Regions from separate parts of the Sminthopsis crassicaudata genome. Here region 2 is linked to region 1. The links are chromatin contacts, called in public Hi-C maps. All regions are on one chromosome and are shown on one strand. Each heading gives the region's core, a stretch centred on a gene start, on an enhancer-like site or on the middle of the called end of the contact. The rest is flanking DNA. Distances are from core to core; before and after follow the strand shown.

Evidence for each region. A called contact is a pair of places that touch in the nucleus more often than the background predicts.
Region 2: a contact with region 1 is called in a Hi-C map of hippocampus, with 6 times the contacts expected there. The contact joins the promoter of BTBD7 here to the promoter of GON7 in region 1. A contact is called at or near these places in 2 of 2 Hi-C or Micro-C datasets (fibroblasts and hippocampus).

Annotation. Positions count from the first base shown.
Region 1 is chr2:290,281,003-290,285,117 of ASM4859323v1, forward strand. It overlaps GON7 (GON7 subunit of KEOPS complex), which reads right to left and starts at 1,743. Exons shown (of 3, transcript XM_074289667.1): 1 at 1,432-1,743. The coding sequence starts at 1,636. UBR7 (ubiquitin protein ligase E3 component n-recognin 7) reads left to right here and starts at 1,905. Exons shown (of 11, transcript XM_074289659.1): 1 at 1,905-2,150. The coding sequence starts at 2,001.
Region 2 is chr2:290,423,147-290,427,261 of ASM4859323v1, forward strand. BTBD7 (BTB domain containing 7) reads right to left here and starts at 2,133. Exons shown (of 11, transcript XM_074289675.1): 1 at 2,022-2,133.

The sequences.
Region 1 (4,115 bases), core at 493-2,992:
CTTAGCTAGAGTACACAGGACTAATAACTTCATAAATATTAACTTCTCCTAAGGAGCTAAGGTTTAAGTGTCTTGTGACATAAGCAGCAAGAAGGATAAGGGGTATACGTAGTAGGAGGATCTGGAAAGAATGTTAACCTCATCTCCCAGCCCCTGGGGAGGTGGGGTAGGGACTTCCAGGTCAAGGTCAGGGATAAAGTGATATGTTCAGGCTCCTGAAGATTAAAAAAAAAATTAAGTATTTTAGTGGCATATTGGAAAAAAAACAAACCTGGATTTAGAGTCAGAACCCTGGATCTGAATCTTAAATTCTATTTAGACAAGTCATTTCTGTTCTCTAGATCACTTTCTTAGCTAGTAAAATTAAGGGCAAGGGGGCAGCTAGGTGCACCAGCCCTGAAGTCAGGAGGACCTGAGTCCAAATTTAACCTCAGACACTTAACACTTTCTAAGCTGTGTGACCCTGTGCAAGTCACTAAACCCCAATTGCCTCAGAAAAAAAAAGGTGGGGGGAGGGCAAGGCTGGATAACTCTGAAGGTCTCTTCCCAATAATTACTCTTCCCCTCATATAAGGTTGCTTTATTGAGCATCTACTAAAATACACTTTCGTGCTTGGAGCATCTATACTTCATCATGGTAGAGTTCTAAGTATGGCACACTTTACTCTGTAGATGCTCAGTAAATCAGTTTTGCATGGGGGAGTATTTAGATGCTCTAAGAACCTTACTATGCTATAATAGACACTTTATGTATACATTTCACCATAATAAATGCTCACAAGTACTACACTGTGCCATCATTGAAGCTATTCAATAAATAATATCTACTTTGTATAGTGGAAAGAGCAAAGGATTTGGTGTCAGAGGAACAACATTTGAGTCCCCTCGCCACCTATGAGCTTCGTGCCTTTTTGCTTTCTACATCTTGGCTTTCTCATGTTTTTTTTGTTTGTTTGTTGTTGTTTTGTGTTTTTTTTTTAATGGGGATATTTGCACTTTGGACTTCCAAGGTTGTCCTTTTTTAAGCTTTTTGAGGAAGTCTTAATATATTCTACATGTTTGCAATTACATTTTTTTCAATTATCATCTCCCCCAAAGAATGGACATAAAGGCCTAAAAAGTCAAAATAAGTCCGATTAAATACAAATACAACACTGAGTACAGGGAGAGCGGAGAGTTCAAGAATTAAAGGCCCTCCAACATTTTTGAGTCCGAATTTTAAGTTCACCCTTCTCTCCTCACGCAGTTACCACACCCCGTCAACAGAGGTCAACATGAGCCCTTCTGGAGCGTGCACAGTCCGGCCTCAGCCCGGCCTTCTCCACCTCCCCGTCAACCATCTCCTCCTCTTCCCCCACCCCCTCCCGCTTGCACAAAGCGCCCCCGCCGTTGTCAGGACAACAGAGCCGCAGCGGCCGTCATCTAGCTCACCCTCCGAGACTGAGGCGGAGCCTCCAGCCGCGTCCTGCTCATCCTTTCCTTCCACGGTACTGAGGAGCTCGGTTACCCGCTCCCTCATCTGCGCCAATCCAGAAAGCAGTCCCTGGAAGCGACCAGACTCACTCGGCCCCTCGCAAGTTATTCGGATCTGTTGCTGCTGCCCGTCTCGTCCTACAAACTCTCCGAGCAGCTCCATGACGACAGTTCTTCAACTACCCGCCACCGGAGCGACCCGGAAACGGAAGCAATCACTGCCACAGCCGCTAGGGGGAGGGGAGTGGGGAATGGTTCGGGAGAGGGGAGGGAAAGGGGCGGGGATAAGCAATAACAACAACAAAAAAAGAAGCCTGCGCATTTCGTGTCTCCCGCCTTCCCTGGGCTTCCGCTTCCGCAATCGGCGCCTCCGTTCTCCTCCGCAGCTCCCCGCCTTCTCCTCCTGACTCTGATTGGTTTCAGGAAGCGAAGGGGCGGGGTTCCGTCACCTCCGGGTACACCCCTCGCGCGCAGTTTTCCCGCCGCCCCCGATGCTGAGCCCCGGGCCTGCCGGCTGACAGTTGAGTATGGCGGGAGCCGAGCGAAGCGGGGGTCGGCCAGCCGAACAGGAGCCGGTGGTGTCGTTGGTGGATGTATTAGAGGAGGATGAAGAACTGGAGAACGAGGCCTGTGCGGTGCTGGGCGGCAGCGACTCCGAGAAGTGCTCCTACTCGCAGGTGGGCGGGGGGGGGGGGGCAGGGGCAGAAATTGTGGAGCTCTCGACCCCCTCCCACACAAGTCCGCCAGCCCTCCGCCTTCCGCCCTCTTGATCGTTCCGCAGACTGAATTTGGACTGCTTCAGGCCCCCGGCCTGTTCTCCCTTCCAAAATTTCCTGAGATCATTCTGGATCCTCCCCTGCACGCCCCCCTCCTCGCGCCTGTTCTCGGCTCGTTCTCTGCCCCGAGCATCCCTCTCTTCCCGGCCCGTTCTCTCTGCGGAGATTCCCCCCCCCCCATTCTTTGCCAGTTCACTTCTCCTTTTGGGCGTCCCTGTCCCCGCGCTTGACCTGCTCTTCCCCCTTCAAAATTCTCCTCCCACTTTGGTGTCCGGGGTTTCCTAATTCCCAGCTCGACCCCCCTTTGCCATCTTGCCCCGCCCTTCCCAATGTGTCTCGTTCCCAACCCGAACCTCCCGTTCCCCAGGTTTCCCTAGTCCCCAGCCTACTCCCGTTCCTAACCTAACTTCTCATTCGCACCAGTCCCCCTTCTCAGTCTTTTTTCCTGGTTCCAACCTACATCCCCAACTTTCCTTTCCATCTGACTCTGTCTCCATCCTTAACAACTTTCCTCGTTTCCACTTAGAAATCCTCTCATTCCTGTGCAAGACCGCCCTTCTTTCTCTTGTAGAGGCTTTTCTGCCTTCCAGGATCTTTTTTTCAAATATCCTTTTTCCTTCACATCAAGCAGTTACTAAGCCCCGGTGTTGCAGGCGCGGTACGAAGGAAAGACAAAAAACGCCTCGGTCCTTCCCCCGAGGACGTTACACCACCAGGTTGCTTTTGCCCTTCTGAGCCAAAGATAGGCAAAGACAGGCCTTTGCCGCTGAGCACAGTGCCTGGAGCAAAGTGGGCACTTAATAAATGCTTGTTGACCGGAGACAACAATTTGTTAACTACCATGTACCGAATAAAGTGTAAATAATTTCCAGGGAAGACACTAGGATTAAGGGGATCAGGAAAAGCTGCTTGCAAAAGGTGATTATTTTAGCTTGAATTCTTAAGACTTGAAGGGAGAGCATCCAAAACCAGTGAAAATGCACGGGGTTTCCTCATTTTTGGTCCTCTTTACCATTCTTGTCAGTGTGGCCTCATTCCTTTTCTGGATCCCCCAATTTATTTTTCCCCCGGTCATTCCTCACTACTTCTATTCCCTTCCCAAGGCACCTTCTATTTATGTTTTATCTATTCCATTCCTTTCATCGGTAGGTTGCCCCCACTTCAGCCCCTCAACATTATCTTCTCCACTGCCTTTTCCCCAAAATCATCCTTCCCTTAGGACCTTCTAGCCTTTAGTCTTCCTCACCTTAGCTGGGATCCTGGGTTCCGATATTTCTTATTCCTGGTGTCACTTTGCTAAAATCCCACTCCTTCCTCTTTTCCTTTCCTCTTCCCTCTCCTCCTCTGCCCCCATCCCATTTCCCTCTCCTACAGGGAACAAGAATGGATAGTAAGTTCTGGGCAAGCAAAAACCAACTATAGAGTTGGGATTTCTCTGCGATGTGAGGTTTTTGGGCATCCTCTCTCTAGTTTTATAGATGTGATGTTATGTTTGTAAAAGTGAATCATTTGTAGAAGTTCTGTCTCCTCTAAGTACTAGATAGGAAACAGGAGAATAGATAAATTAGCCCCCCCCCCCCCCAAAAAAAAAAAAGCAGATTTGCAGAGTACATTTGGCATTGGACAACTGTGCAAAAAGGTTAAAGGGATTACCCTTAATCTTCCAGGAGCCCTAGAAATGGAGTGAAGACATTAACAAGAGGAATGAAAATAGGTAAAGGACAGGAAAGCTTAGTGGAGTGTGAAAAGAAAGGGACTTGAAGGTATTATTTGATGGGGACTGAGATCATAATACAGCAACCATTGAGAAATGTATAAGCAACTTGCAGAATTAAATAATTCTTACTATCAAGTTCACTTGGAAGC
Region 2 (4,115 bases), core at 883-3,382, 140 kb after region 1:
AGGTAGTGCAGTGGATAGAGCACCAGCCCTGAAGTCAGGAGGATCAGAGTTCAAATCTAGCATCAGACACTTAACACTTTCTAGCTGTTTGGGCTTGGGCAAGTCACTTACCCCCAATTGCCTCAGGGGAAAAAAAATTGTAGAATGTAAGTGATGTTGGATTCTCAAAGCCAGTACAAGTCCTGGCAAATGCCACCAAACTCTGAGGACCAACCTGGTGTCAAAGAGCCTGGTAACTAAGTTTTATGACCAGAGCAAGGCACAAAAGACCATCTGTTTAGGTATAGTGAGGTCTGTGATTTGTGTCAGTATTCCCAATGATGAATTAATTCTATTTTAAATACTATGAAGAGATATACTTTAAATACTAGAGGAAAATCAACTTAGAACTGTTTTTAAATGTTAGGTCTGTGGAAAGGCATACACATTTGTGTCAAGTCTTAGTTATATCAGGCTTTATCTTTAAATAATTAATGTTTAGGGCCTTTATAGACTACTGAATATCAAAGGTTAATTGATATTATGGTATGGTTTTAAACACACACACACACACACACACACACACACACACACACACACACACACACACACACACACACACTCTCAAAACACTATGCAGCTATACTTGTGAAGTTATAAAAATTTTGAAAGAAAATTAACTTAATTTTTAGAAAATCCAGGTGAAGAAATAAGCTTAATAAAAGAGCATATATACACATCATTAGTTACTTCAAATGAGTGTGTGTTTTTTTTCCCCCACTCTTGGTCACAAGGTGAACTTCTGAATTAAAAAAAAAAAAAGTCTGTTCCATTTTCAAGTTTTCTATTTGCGCACACACACACAGACACACACACACAGAAATATCAAAGAAAAGTAGTATTTTAAACACAAAGATAAGGTGGTGGAATGGAAAGAACACTGTAATGGAGACCTGATTTTAGTGCTTGCCCAACCGACCGGACCGCCAGCCAGCTCTTCAACCCTAAGCAAGTCCCAACCTCTGGTTTACTTCATGTGTAAGATGAAACGGGTGTACTAAGGATTTCAGCTAGTTCTAACATCCTGCCATGTACCTATCACTCTTTCACATATTCTTAAAGTTTGGAAAGCTCTTCTCCCAGTTCTCCGGAGAAAAAAGTCACCAATTCCATCAAGTTAAAATATATAGTTGATATTTGGGAACAAAAGATGACGATTCAGTTAACTGAAAATGCTCAAGACCCCGGGGAAAGAGGCAAATTCTAGTCACGTTAGCGCTCTCAGCACGGCTCTGAGTGTTCAGACAGACTGCCGAGCTTTTCCTCCGTAAATTAGGCCTAAAAGTACCTATCACCGTGGTATATTAGTGCCTGGATGCTAACACTAAGAGAAGGAAAGAGCAGCAGGCGCTTTCGGGGCTCTTCCAGGAATGGTAGGAAAGTTCTCATTCCCTGGACGAGCTGGGATCCTAGGCTGCCGAGACCGTGAAAGACTGGAACATTAGCCGTACCTCAAGTGCTCCCTGGCTGCCCTCAAAGCTTCATCTGGATTCCTCCTCCTTCCTCCCTCTCCCACCTGTCAAAACCCAGCTCCAGCTGGACCCCCCAGCGGGGACTCGAGGGGACAACGATCCAACTTCTACCCTCCTCCCGCCCCTCCTAGTGTCCCAAGGACCACCTTTATCCGGAGAATCAAAGAAACCTTCCGGGGTCCACACCCCTCCCCCAGCCCTCGCGCTCATCTCGGAAGACCGGACTTCCACGCTCGCCCAGCGCCCCCTCGGTCTCCTCCGCCCCTAGACCCCGAGCATAGCCGCCGGCGAGAACCACGCTCCCCTCCATCCCCCAACTGGAGCCCCGGACCCCGACAGCAGCGAGCCGGGCTCGGAAGGGAGCGCCGCCTCCTCCGCTCCGATTCTGTCCCGCTCCCCTCCCCAGAGCCCCGCTGCTGCACGCCCCTTCGCCCATCCCGGACGTCCAAGGCGCCCGTCGCCCAACCGGCCCCGCTCTCCGCCTCAGCTCGACCGAGAGAGGACCCTTACCCCGCAAGCTCCTCCCGCCGCTGCCGCTGCTCCCGCTGCCGTCACCCCCGCCGCCGCCGCCGCCGCCTCCCCCAGCGCCGCCGTCCGCCCCGGCGCTGGCACTCCCGGCCATCCTCCTCCCGCCGCCGCCGCCGCCGCCGTCGCCCTCTCCGCTCCAGTCACACACAGGCTCGGGATCCGCGACTGCTTCGGGTTCCCCTCGCCGCCATTTTGACTCCTCGAGAGAGAGCGGGAGGGGCTCACTCGGCGCGGCCCTCGGGGCGCCTGCGCGGCGCTGCGGAGCCGGCCGGGAGGGAGGGACTAAGAGAGAGGTAGAGGCCCCTCGCCCGGTTTGCCCGTCGCCGTTGCCGTCACGTGGTGCGACGCTGGCGGGCGCGTCCCAGCGAGGGGGAAGCGCGTTCTGGGAGCAAAAAGGAGGCATCCAGGGGGCGGAGAGTGCTTTCCAGGGAAAGGGAAGAGGGAGGCGTGCGGGAGCCGGATGGCGGAACCGAGCTCTTTCTTCTCTTGCTTCGTTTGCAGTCTGCGCTCGTCACGAGTTGGCTTCTCTAGGCCGAAAAGTAGAACGTTGACTGAACATTAGAAAGACGCTCCCCGCTTTGTCCCCGGAAGCGCTTTTCCGTGATCATTCATTCATGAAGTGCAGGATCCCTAGTCAGAGTGCCTTTCCCTGGAAAAGTGACTTTTTTTTTTTTTAAGGAAGGAATTCCGCTTTGGAATTTTCCTAGACAGATTTCGACTGCCGTGATTTTTAGGCACCTAGCTATGTGTTCCGAGAGCGCTCTAAAAATACATTGTTGTTAGGTGGCTGTCCATTTGCGTGTGAAAGAACCAAGCATCTGAGGAGAAAAAAAATTAAAACTTGTTTTTAAGTCTAATCTGCATTTTTGGCATATTTCCCCTCCAATCACTTTTTAAAATTTAAGCAAAGAACAAAACGATAAAAACGTTTTCAGATTTCAGAGATGTGAATGCTAATGTACAGTGAAAATTTTAACAATCAACAATCTTACAAACCTAGTGGAATTGGCTCGGGTTTGCCTCAGGAGAGCTGAAATGGCCCAATCGGGACAGAAACCCAGACCTGATTCCAAGGTCTACGCTCTTTACATTACACGGTGGAATCTTTCCTTGTTCGGATAACCTTGCATTTGTATGCATTTAAGACTTTAGAATTTTCGAAGGTTCTGTTTTTTTCCTAGACACCCACCTAAATAAACATCAAATTCATAAAGAGCATGAAATTATAGACTGGTTTTCTCAGTGACACCAGGAGATCAGTGTAGGAGCATAATTCTTCATGATTCAGAACTCAAAATGTGCCTAATTTTCCCTCAAACACACCTTAAAAATTTTCTGTTTCCTTTGGTTAGAGTGTTGTTAATTGTGACCTGATGGAGAGAGCTTAATTTGGGTCAGAAAGACTTCTGTTTGGACTGATTGTATGATCCTGGGAGCATCACTTAAATCTCAGTGTCCCATGCAATTCCCCCAAACTGCAAGTTGCCAAGCAGGTTTTGATCTGCATTGGGAAAACGAAGGGCTTTTTAAATGAGAGAATTGTAGCTCTGGCCTAAAACAAAACAGAACAAAACAGTAAACCATTCCAGGTTCTCCCAGCTATTAGAGCTTTTCTCCTTTATGGTTATTTTCCATAAAATATTTGTACATATTTTATATTTTGTTAGTCATAAACATTTATTAAGCACCATGTGCTAGGTACTAGGGATACCTGATGTGCCTTGAAGATACAAAAATAGAAAAAAGACAGCCGCTATACAAACAAGATATTTGAAAGATAGATTGCAGATAGTAGAGGGAAGATGGTAGCGTTAAGGAGGACGGAGGTGGGATCCAGGAAATGTTTTATAAGAGGTGACATTTTTTGCTGAGATTTGAAGTCAGTGAAGCCAGGAGGTAGAGATGAATGAGAGCATCCTATTGCATATGGAGGATAACCAAGGAAAATGTCTGGAATGAGGATATGGGGATTCTTGTTTGAGAAACAGCAAGGAGGTCAATCGTACGGGGATGTGAAGTGTAAGAAAATTGGAAATCTTTGAATGCCAAACAGAGAATTTTGAATTTAATCCTGAA